2 separate regions of the Oryctolagus cuniculus genome follow, and region 2 is linked to region 1. The links are chromatin contacts, called in public Micro-C maps. All regions are on one chromosome and are shown on one strand. The core of a region is the stretch at or near the end of the contact, and the rest is flanking DNA. Distances in the headings are between cores, read along the strand shown. Region 1 overlaps LOC127488392 (a long non-coding RNA gene). Region 2 overlaps DYSF (dysferlin).

Region 1 (5,546 bases), core at 1,867-4,366:
AGGGCCTGCGTGGGCACCAGTGGGGGTGGCTGGTGTGAAAGTTTGCAGGCGGGGAGGGAGGCAGAGGAGGCCTGGGCAGAGGCGGCTTCGCAGCCAGGGCGTCCCAGCACGCGGAGCAGAGGCAAACACACCCCACCCTGAGAGAATGCCACGGATGCCCAAGGGCCACCTGCAGCAGGGGCAGCGGGCACTGCTGGGATTTTGTGAATGGGACTGGGAGGGAGGCAGCTGACTGGGGCTGAGAGAGAAGCCGAGCGCGGGAAGGAGGGCGGGGGAGCGGCGAGCCAGAAGCTGCGCCAGTGGGAAGGCTGGGCAGATGGAGTGAGGGGAAATCGCAGCGTGTCTGGCACGGCAGCTGATGCCATAATTTAAAGGTCAGCTCAGTGGAAAAGGAAGAGAAAACGGGGGAGGGGGGTGGTGTTGGGATGACTTTGCTTCCACAGGACAGCACTTAACCCCTTGCGTGCCGGTGCTCTCCTCTCCTGGTGGGACATCCTAGGACTGGGATGGGAGGGGTGAGGTGGCTGCGCCCACAGCATGGGCTCTGCCTCCTGCCTCCTCCCTCCTCCTCTTCGCACCTCATCAGAGTAGAAGCAACTCAACCTCCCCAAACCTCAGCTGCTCCCTCCACAAAACAGGGCTGGGAACACCTGATCCTGGCGGGGTTTGCTGGGAAAGGCGAGTGGCGCCCTGGGTGTAAGGACCTGGGGGAACAGTCTGAAAGTGGCTCACCTTTCTGGGCTTATCTAAAGGAGGCGGCTCAAATTTACCTTTGAGAAAGAGGGTGGTCCCTTTGTTCTGGGAAGACCACCATTTAGGCAAATCAATCAACATAAATAAAAAAAATCTTGGAGGCATTCTGCATCCCAGGGCAACATCCTGGGACACAAGTGGTCTCCCTGAGCCCGCAAAGCTGTGTGGCTGGCATCACCAGCTCCTGCCTTTGCCGCCGCCTTGCCCCGGCTCTACGTGGGAACAGGGACACCGCTCAGCAGCAGCCCCCGTCTCCTGGCTGGGCTGCTGCTTCGAGAGGAATGCTACTTTTCTCCATATGGACTTGGACTGCCTCGTGCCTATAAATTATGGCAAGTTCGCAGGGAGCTATGGAGGTTTTTGTTGGAAGAGGTATGTGCCGGAGGGCTGAAGGGGAAACCCCCAGGGGTTGCAGGAAGGACCCGGAGGCCTGGACTTCAGCTCAGACTGGGGGAGGCCGCGTGAGGGAACTAGACGGTGCAGGCTGCCTGCTGGGGGCGAGGTAAGGGTGAGAAGCCCTCACTGAACGGGGGTGCTCCCTATCCGGTGCCAAGCCCACAGGCAGTTCATCTCTGGAGGCACAGGACGAAGGACTGGAGGGCTTGGGAGCGTGGAGCCTCGTCTGCACTCTGCCTGAAGACCCTGGGAGGGCCACAGTGCTCCAGCCTCCACAACCCAAGGGCTGGCCCGAGTCCCACTAGCCTCTCACTTCCCTCTGTCATCTCAGACTCTTTGGTGATTCTTTAAGGTCACAGCCGAGATCCCCTGCTGCCCCTCCTACCAAGACGTGGCTCTGAAAGGCTCAGCTGCAGAGACGGTGACGGTGGGTACAGCGGTGTGGCAGTGACAGGGAAGAGAGAATCCTTCCTCACACTCCTCCCCAGGGCAGCTGGAGCAGCCACGCTCTGAGCTAAGACACCTGGGGTGCGGCACTTTCTGCTGGCCTCCCGGGCTGAAAAAGGAAGGCCTCCACCCCTGGGAGCCCCATGACTGGGACACTTTAGCTCTAGCTTGCACCTAGCTGGGCCCTCCGGCTACATGTTGGGAGAGACCCCAGGCTGACATCACACAGGGATGGCATCACCCTGCTTCCCGCCTCCCCCCTTGCCTGTCCTTAGTCCCTGGTCCCTTCTTCCCTGGGCCTCAGTGAGTAGGCAGGAACACCTCAGGGACACCCCGGCTGTGTGTGTGCCAGGGCGGGGCAGCAAGGGTGAGGACGGGCAGGATGACCTGCCCAAAGAGCGTCCTACAGGGAGACAGTGGCACACCTGCATTGCAACCCTTCCCCTTATGGTTGGTGGGCAGCACAAGGAAACTCTGGGGTAGCCTCAGGGCTGCCACAGGGGAGGGAGAGACACTTCCTCAGTCCACTTGAGGGCAGCAAGAGTACCCTGGGGTGAGCAGCAAGCTCCGGAGTGACCACCAGAGGGCTCGGGGGACCCTGGGAAGCTGCCTCTGGAGGGCAGCCTGCCCTGACCCATGGCCTGGCTTGTAGCCCTTGAGCAGATGAGAAGGTAGTGAGCTTCTCGTCTCAACAGGTATGAGATGGAAGCGGAAGTCCTTTGTCATGCAAGAGGTTGTCACAGGTCCACCTAGCTCCGAGATCCTGCTGACATGGCCCAGGCAAACCAGCACCGCGTTCCCAGCAGGCAACCACACACTTAACACCCTGTCACCGGCCATCAAGGAGACAGAGAGGACAGAACCCGCCTGGGATGGGGGAGACAGACACAAGTTTCATTCACAGTCTCAGCAGAGCCAAATGCAGCTGTTGGCAGCTCATAGCAGATGATTAAAGAGACAGCTCACATTTGCCTAAAATAACTAGAGAATTAAAGGAATAAAACCATTAGTCCCAGGCAAAGGAAGCCGGCAGTTTTAGGGCATCAGGATGTCTCAGACCAACAGAGGCCTCTTTGAGGGCAGGGACAGCGTGTTCCCCAGTGGACAGAGGCTTCCACCGGCACAATCTTGTCCCCTGCCCCATGTCACACACCGCTTTGGCCAGGAAACTCTCTGAGTACACGTGAGACTCCAGTGAGCCTGCTGACTGGGGCTCCAAGGTGAGCTACGGCTGAGGACACAGCACGCCCGCAGCAGCCCAGGTGAAAGGCAGCAGGCAGTAGCCCTGCTCTCCTAGCAGGGTCTGGTCCACATGCAGTAGCTCCAACCCACAGCCGGACCCTAAGGCTACAACTACAGCATTCTCTCCCTCCCTGAGCGTGTGGCACTCCATGCTGCTTCCCGCATCTCTCTGCTCAGCACTGTCAAGAACCAGTTGCTCTTGGACACAGGTGTCCCCTGCTTAGCCTCCACCTCCTTCCCGGAGCGAACAAGTCTCCCTGGTGCCCAGGACCCCTGAGGCCAGCTGCAGCCATGTCCCCTCAGCATGCTGGCTTCACTTCTTCCACTGCGGGTCCTCTGGCCTGCCTGGGGCCTGCTCTGCACTGGGCCCTGCCTGTGTGTGCCCACAGTGAGCCACCTTCTATGGGCCCCGCACTCAGGTGATTCCTCCTGGGCTTTCGCTTGTCACATACCTGTCCCAGATCACGGACCTGGCACAGAGCACAAGCGTCTGAACCGAGCCTGTCTGCAATGGAGCTGTCGAATGGAATGATTTGGGCTATTGGCCAGGAAGCTCGGGGGCTGGAGAGGAGGAGAGGACATGCCAGCTGCTCGGCTGGGGCCTGGGGCTGTAGTCTCTCAGAGCCTGGTTGGGTCCAGAGGGGAGGCTCACTGAGCTCACAGAGAACTAAGCTGGCCTCACCTCTGGCTCCAGTGTACACTCACTCACTCCAGCCTCAGTTTCTTCCTCCCAAATTGTCAAGCTCACTCCTGCCCTGGCCCCTTACAGGAAGGTGGTCAGGATCGGATGAGAAGCAAGGGCATGTACCTGCAGGACAGCAAGCTCACTACCTCCCAGGTGAGCACTGGGTCTGTTGGCTCCGGGTCTTCACTGAGCAGCTCACCAGAAGGCCCCAGAAAACCGGAGGACAGAGGCGGCTGGCACAGCTTCTGTCAACACCCGGGTGGAGGAAAGACCCTGTGAACTAGACACAGTGATACCCTCTGCCTGAGGAGCCTTCCCCAAGCACTTCCCTGGCCCTGGCGCGCTCTGCCCTCACCCCAGGCCATGTACCAAGGTGTGGGTTCTATCACCCACCCTGAAGGAGCCACATCTGAAAACCAACCAGATTCCACTGGGTGAGCAGTAGCTGGGCCCCCATCCCTAGAAGACACAGGAGTCCCGTGGCAGTGAGGGCGTTCAGGGTAGCCCAGGGGACTGGGATGAAGAGCAGGCGGCAAAGGCAGGCAGCTGGTTCAGACCCATGGCAGGAAGTCACAACCAAGATTCATCCTGGAAAAATGCAACTAATGCTACACAGCTGGGGCTGCTAATCAGAAACACAGGCCCAGAGGTGGCAGCAGGGACAGGCCCAGAGGGCAGGGTCAGCAGGGAGGTGGCAATGGGCAGCCAGTTCTCAGCCCTCACTCTGCCCTCCCGGCTGCCGTTTGGAGACAGTAGCTGACACCTGGCCATCTGCAAGGGGCAGCGTCTCTCCCCCTGCCCAGGTTACTCATCAACAATGCTAAACACTGGCCTCAACAACAGCTAAGTCTCCTGGGGGTGGTGTAGGGCGCAGGGCCCTTTCCCTGGGAGTCTCCTTCTCAGGTGAGGAAGGCCTCATCTTTAGCACCAACATCAGAAAACTCTTCCCTTCCCCCAGCACAGCCAACCAGCAGGAGAGCTATACAAGGGGCCCTAAGCCCTCAGTGGGCTTCCTCTCTGGACACAGACTCCTCTGTGGGAGGGGGGAACAGGGAGAAAGACTGGGCCCCCACCCCTGGCAGTGCCACCCACTGAGCTCAGGGAGCTATGTGCCAGGCACAGGGTCACAAGGAGGCTCCTCTAACTGCTCCATCCTCACGAGGCACGTGGTCAGGCTGGGGAGAAAAACAAGAGGGCAATTCAGTGGAGACCAGGTCAGTGGCAGGAGAGTGGCAGGAGGCTCCCCCTCCTCAACCCACCATCTCTGGATAAACTCAGGACTAAAGAGAGGGTGTGGCCCATCATTGGGACGGAGGACAGAGAGCCCTCCACAAGGCAGGAGAGGCCCGACCCTGCAGACCCCAAGCCCCCTGCGTGGACCCTGCATCTTCTGGGTCTCCTCATGCTCAGCCCCAGGCCCTGCCCTGGCTCAGCCCAGGTAGCAGCAAAGGCCCCGTCATCAGCACCAGCATCAGATCCTGCAACTTGTCTCCAGCGGGCACTGGATTTGCTGGGGACTTGGAGTACCCTGGTGGCTCCACCCTTCCTGGGTGACACAGCCCTTTCCTGCCCCACTCAGACTGACCCAACAGAGTCCACCCCAGAGAGGCTCGGCCCTCTGACCTGCCTCCTGCCCAGCCTTCTCGCTAGCTCGGATTTTGATCACCATCTCCCCCACGCTGCACCTGGCAGTCGGCTCTGAAGTGCGAGGCTTGGTGTCCAGCTGTCCTCCCAACTCAGGGAAGCAGATGGCAGGAGTGAGGCCAGGCCTTGTGGCACAGGTTTGAGAAATGCAGGTGAGGGCAATGGAGGCTGAGAGAAGCAAATGTGAGCCAATGTGTGGGAGGGATACAGCAGAATCTGCGTGTGCGACGAGGAACGGAGGGGTCGAGTGTGAAATCAGGAGCTGGGGCGGAAGAAGCAGCGGGGGTCAGAGGGTAGAGGGTTAGGAGCAGGGCAGAGGGGATGGGGAACTAAACAGCCATGGCGGGAGCTGGGAGCCGCTGTGCTGGAGGTTTCCTTA
Region 2 (5,546 bases), core at 1,613-4,112, 150 kb after region 1:
ACGCAACACAGATGTCAGAGTGGACGCACGACCAAGGATCCCCTTCCATGGAGCTCATGACATTATGGAAGCCCAGCCCAGAGTCTGGATGAGGGGAGGAGGGGAGGGTGAGGGAGATAAAAGAAAGCCCAAACTGATGAAATTTAACCCTAAAATGCTGAAGATTACCAGGACTTTCCTGTCATCAGGAAAAAATGTGGGCTCCAAGGAGAGATCAAGTTGACTTACTGAAAAAAAATAGTTCTATCTTTAACACACTTAAGGATGAAAATATTATTCCTGCTAATACACTAATCTGACTTCTGATGGAGTTGTTTCGAGTCTACTTCTTCCTTCTCTCCACCAGAAAGTCCAAGAATAAGTTAGCATACCCACAAGCACAGCCCCCCAACCCCGAGAAACAGGGCTGCTCTTCCATATCCTAACCCAGATGTGTCAAAGCCAACTACCCTTCTGACATGAGTGGAGTCTCATACTCCACAGCTCCGAAAGGCAAATGGCCTATGTTCTCCAATTCCGAGTTTGTTCTTGACCTCATTCTGCAAGAGCTAGGCATCTAGTCTTTGAACATGGCAAGGAGGGGAAGAAATGCAAAAGGCTTGATTTTTGACGTGTCATCCCAGGCTTCAATAAGAAGGCTGGCCATTACAACATTATCCTCCTATGCCCATGCTCCAAGACCCTTCATCACCCAGTCAGCCAACCAAGCCAACCAAGCCAGACTGGAAGCCTCTGCAATTTCAGCTAATAGCCAACATTCAGTTCCTCAGCAACCAGGGCCAGGTAACAAAGACTTGTTTCTCTCAGCTTGATCCAGGCTAATGGGCACCCTAATCCCTCCAAAGACTCAAATCAGCAGGGCACATTCCAAACATTTACTCTCCCATCATCATTCAGTGGGCCTAACACATTTCAGGAACAGGGAGAGCAACATTGTCAGCAACAATCCTAACTCTGAAGTCAAGACGGGGGCAGGAGCAGGGGCAGAATTGATATCCTCTCCCAGGATGACCACTTGAATCAAAGAGAAAAGTTTCTGGTCAAATTCATTGATGCCTATGCTTATGTTGTTAAACTCTGGGTCACTACATGGAACTCTACAGCTGCGTATAAAGCAGGAGTCTCTGGTTATTTTTTTTTTTTTTTTATGATTTTAAGCAGGCCTTCATTGCCTATGTCAATCGAGAAGTAAATATTCCAGACAGGGTTGAAAGTAAAGTAATTTCTCTCTTAGTATAAATCATGATCATCAAGATAATAATAACGATCCAACACTGGAATTATTGTGAAGCTCTGAGTTGGTATCTGTGAGGGTATTCTATGACCTGTCAAGCTGTCATGATAAATGTTCTTGTTGATGCTGCTAGCATCATCAGTTTGAGTCCCAATACTTCCACTCCAAGCACAACAGCTGTGTTGACTGGAATAACAATAGGATTATTCCTCAAATTCTTTAATAGCCCAAGGTTTGAGAAACAGACTATCTGCTCACACATACATAAGTACAAACACATATGTAATGTCCAAGTACTCATGCCTACACGTAGATCAAACCCTCAGATATGCAAGTACCCTGACTTCAGACCTACCCCACCCCAAGCCTACAAACCGCTCGCGCCCCCTGAAACCACACAGACATATGCCCACGGTCAGCTACCATGTTGATTCAGCAGAACTCTACACACTCATAACAGAAAGTGCTTAATTACTTCCACAAGTGGAACACTGGGCTTTCACCCTCTTGTTGACACTCGCTGTTGTCCAGCCTTGTTGTCTGTTGAGGGTATTATAACTCTGCAGGCTCTGGCTCCAAGCTTGATCGGCAGAGACGGGAAGGGAAGATCTTTAACCAAGGCGCCCCACTGCTTCCACAGGCCTGGCGAGTGTGCCCAACCCAGCAGTCAAGCAGATGCTGAGAGTCCTGATCCTCTCACTCGGCCCATCTCAGGGGGAGGATTCACATGGGGTGGGGGCCCTGTGGGGAGTCCTGGCTCACTAACTTTTCCCAGAATCAGGAGCCCAAGATAGACACTTGGCCCCTGACTTGATCCTCATGAGGGCCGCATGACCACATACACCCACGCAGAAAGCCTGGAGGATCAGATTCTATTCAAGAGGTTGAGTGAAAGAAGATCCCATCAGATCCTTCAAATCTATGGAGAAAGCAATGAAACACCACTCATTCAGAATCTGTGATGATTCCAGTCGGGCCTGGGCGAAAGCTTACCCTGCCTTCATTCTGCTTGCGCAGACAGTTTCGCTTCACAAGAGTTCCAACAAACTACTTAAGAGAAAAACTATTTTTGAAGGACGTCCCAGGACTGCAGAAACATTCATCAAACTACAGACACTAATATTAGCGATCTTAAATTCAATTTTGAAAGGATTTGGGGGGAGCCCACCATGTGCCAAAGTCAATTGCCTTTCTAGTTACTACATGCATTTTCATACGCAAAATCACATTGCTTTTCAAATATTTGCTATGTTGAACTGGCTACTAATTCACCCTGATTTCCTCTGCCTCAGTTAGTGTCGAGGGGTGTTGAAGACACGGGCTAGGTTCATAATCTTCCTCGAGTCCCCTCAGAATAGGCTGCACTCAGCAGTGAGCTGCACCAGCTTCCAAGTGCTGGTTGGACCCAGTCTAGAGGGGAGACAGGACCAATGGCAATAGGAAGGCATCACCATAGATCCTGGAGAGGACTTCCTGTCCAGAGACTATCATAGAAATTGGAGAATGTCCCTGTAGGAAGATGAACCTTTGCTCTCTAAAGCCACTTGGGGAAGGGGTCCTGGCAGGATTGGGGTAGAGGTGGAGGCAGAGGCAGGGAGGGCTGCTCGGAGGGAGCTGGGGCCTCCTCCTCCCTGATGGGGCCCTGGAGTTTGCCAGACAAGTTTCACCCCGGGCTGTCCCCCCTGCAGTGAGCATGGGGGGGAGGGGAGGGGTGCACCCCCAAGGAGACCACAGGAATGCCAAGCAGGGGAAAGGCGCCCGGAGCCAAGGGCTCCAGCAACAAGGATCCAATATCGGCGGGTGACTCCAGCCCCCGTAACAGGAGAGACCGTAAAGTATGTGCTCTGCTTCCCAACCAGCAAACACAGCAAATAACCAATTACTCCAAATAGCTAACAGATTGCAGCTCTGATTTCCCTCCCTCGCCTCCCCTGTGCCTTCACTTGTCATTTGATGGGCGATTTGTATTTGCTCTGAGAAAATGAGAGAAAGAATGAGTCACAAAGGAAGGTCCAGATTCCACCGGTGACGGGCATCAAACCTCCCTCATCAGAACTAGCGGGCCTGGGGGTAGGCGGGCTTCACCGGCAACACATCTAAACCAGAGACGTTCGTAAGGGAGCAGAGGTCTGGGACGCTCGAGCACATACCGTCATTCCCACTCACCCAACATGGCCCAATACACGTCCCCAGGAAACCCACAGGAGGAGAACCCGAGCATCTTCCCAATTAGCACACTTGACACGTGCACAAGTGCAGGTAACAGCATGAATGCTGAGAGACTCCTCCAGAGGTGCAACCATGAAGTTCAGAGCCAGCTGCCCCGGATGCCTTCTGGAAACGCTTCCTCACTTGGGAGCCACACCCTGTAATTGATGCCTTGGCTCAGAAAAGCTCTGCTTCAAAGTCTTGGGGTAAATTGTCAGTACTCAGGAGTCGCAATGAGGCATTTCCCCCTACCCAACCCAAAAAAAGACTTGGCATTAAGGGCAATGGGGCTGCCCTTGGAGAATCTACCATGAAATAAATGCAGAGCAGGTCAGAGCAAGGAGAGACGACATCATCTCAACAGGGAAAAATGCCTTCTCCACTAAGCCTTAACCGGAAGTGGGACGAGTGCCTGCCTACATCTAGAGAAAGAACAGGTCAGTGAGGAAGGAACGGACAGGTCCAGAAAGAGCAGTGAGGGTTGAACGAGGACAGTTGTCTAGAGCAGCGCCTCGGCGGACAGGAAGCCTAGGCCAGGGACCAGCACTGCCTCTGGAAACAGATGATCAGTCACAGAGACTCTTCGGCTCACTCTGGCTTCTGTCTGGTCTCCAGCAATCCGTCTTCCCAATTGCGGAGCCCATAGAGAAAGCAAGGGCTGGCCAGCGTCCAGGGTCACATGCCCCGGGCAGACCTCCTGCTTACTGTGAACTCGTAAACTCGTAGCCTCGGCTGAGAAGTTTAAACAACGTGCCTCCAACCCTGAAAAAAACCAGCCCAGCAAGTGTCTGAACCCACCAGGTTAAGAATGCGCTCAGCCAAGACTACAGAAATTTCCCGAAAGGGACACTGCTGGGCCGTGGGTCTGCTGGGAGCGACTCTCCTTACTTTTAAACTCCCACAGAGGCGCCCACAGCACTCTGGATAACACCTGACCACCACCACAAATGCAGCAAACAAACTGCAGCCCAGGGGGAAAGCCCCAGGGGAGGGTCCGACTCCTCTTCCCTCTCCCACCCTCCTGGACTTCTGACTGGCAAAGAAACACTACAGCAAATCTAAACTATTTCCTTCTCCCTTTTATCTGAGTGTGGCGTTAGAAGGGGCCATGTGTTAACGGACAGAATCTAGCTATTGTCCCAGCACTTGACAAGCAAGGACTTCCCTCCCCGAGGCCAACCAAAACACAGAGAGAACATCTTCTGGTGCAAAATAAAAGCATAAGCTGAGAAACAAGACAAATGCTATGCTGAAGAGCTGAATGAGAACCAGAAGCAAACAAGCTGTTGATTTCTGTTCACAAATGCGGCCCTGAAGGACAGAAAACCTGCTTGATGAGCAACACGACTGTCCAACTTAAAACTACAGCAAAGGCTTTGATTTCCAGCAAAATGACAACCCAGACAACCAGAGAAACCCTCCAAGAAAGAAGACCTAAATTAACATATATCTTTAAAATCCACTTTAAATGCATGACTGAGTTAATGGGAATGTAAAGAAAATCCTTAAGGGCAGATGAGAAAGGAAAAATCCCAAAGAACCAAGGAGCCAGAATGCATACTAAGGGACCCAAAAGCCACAAGCTGAACATTTAGTTGTAAGTGAATCTGGGTTTGTAGTGTCTCCAGGCATGTGGTGAAAGTAAACACACACACTCTTTGGAAGAATGTGACTTCCATCCAGGCCTCAAGGAATTCTCAGACAAAGTTCCAAGGAACATGAGTTCACAATCAAAAAATAGAAAAACACATAAGGAGCGAGACACCATGAGCAAGAGCCAGCTCGAGCCAACCGAGGCAAAACTCAAACCTGCCAGGACGACAGGGATCAGAATGGTCAGAAGTGGGGCTTTGGGGGTGGGAGAGGGGAATATTTAAAGAAATAAAAGGCATTAAAAATACAGAAAAAGGGACAAGGGACCTTTGAAGAGAAACAAGAAGATGGGGGGAGGTGGACTTTGAGAAATAAAAATAGTTGAAACCAAAAGATGGAGTTAAATAGAACACTAGAAATAGCTAAAAATACTTGTTGAACTAGAAGATATATCTTCAGAAATTAGCCACAGTGCAACAAAAAGAAGCAGGTAATATGAAAGAAAGCTTAA

Evidence for each region. Hi-C and Micro-C count contacts between places; a contact is called where the count stands out from the background.
Region 2: a Micro-C map of ear pinna shows a contact between it and region 1, with 2.8 times the contacts expected there. The contact joins two enhancer-like sites. A contact is called at or near these places in 3 of 6 Hi-C or Micro-C datasets (ear pinna, skin fibroblasts and an unstated tissue).

Annotation. Positions count from the first base shown.
Region 1 is chr2:131,057,770-131,063,315 of mOryCun1.1, forward strand. The region is part of intron 2 of LOC127488392 (a long non-coding RNA gene); the gene reads right to left. Among named protein-coding and RNA genes, the nearest start is that of DYSF, 300 kb to the right of the region's middle. Within about 2 kb of position 3,117, at least 1 of the 8 cell types and tissues checked has an H3K27ac peak or open chromatin away from gene starts, as enhancers often do. A contact at or near this core is called in ear pinna, where this site is marked.
Region 2 is chr2:131,207,964-131,213,509 of mOryCun1.1, forward strand. All of the region lies in intron 43 of DYSF (dysferlin), which reads right to left. Among named protein-coding and RNA genes, the nearest start is that of DYSF, 150 kb to the right of the region's middle. Within about 2 kb of position 2,863, at least 1 of the 8 cell types and tissues checked has an H3K27ac peak or open chromatin away from gene starts, as enhancers often do. A contact at or near this core is called in ear pinna, where this site is marked.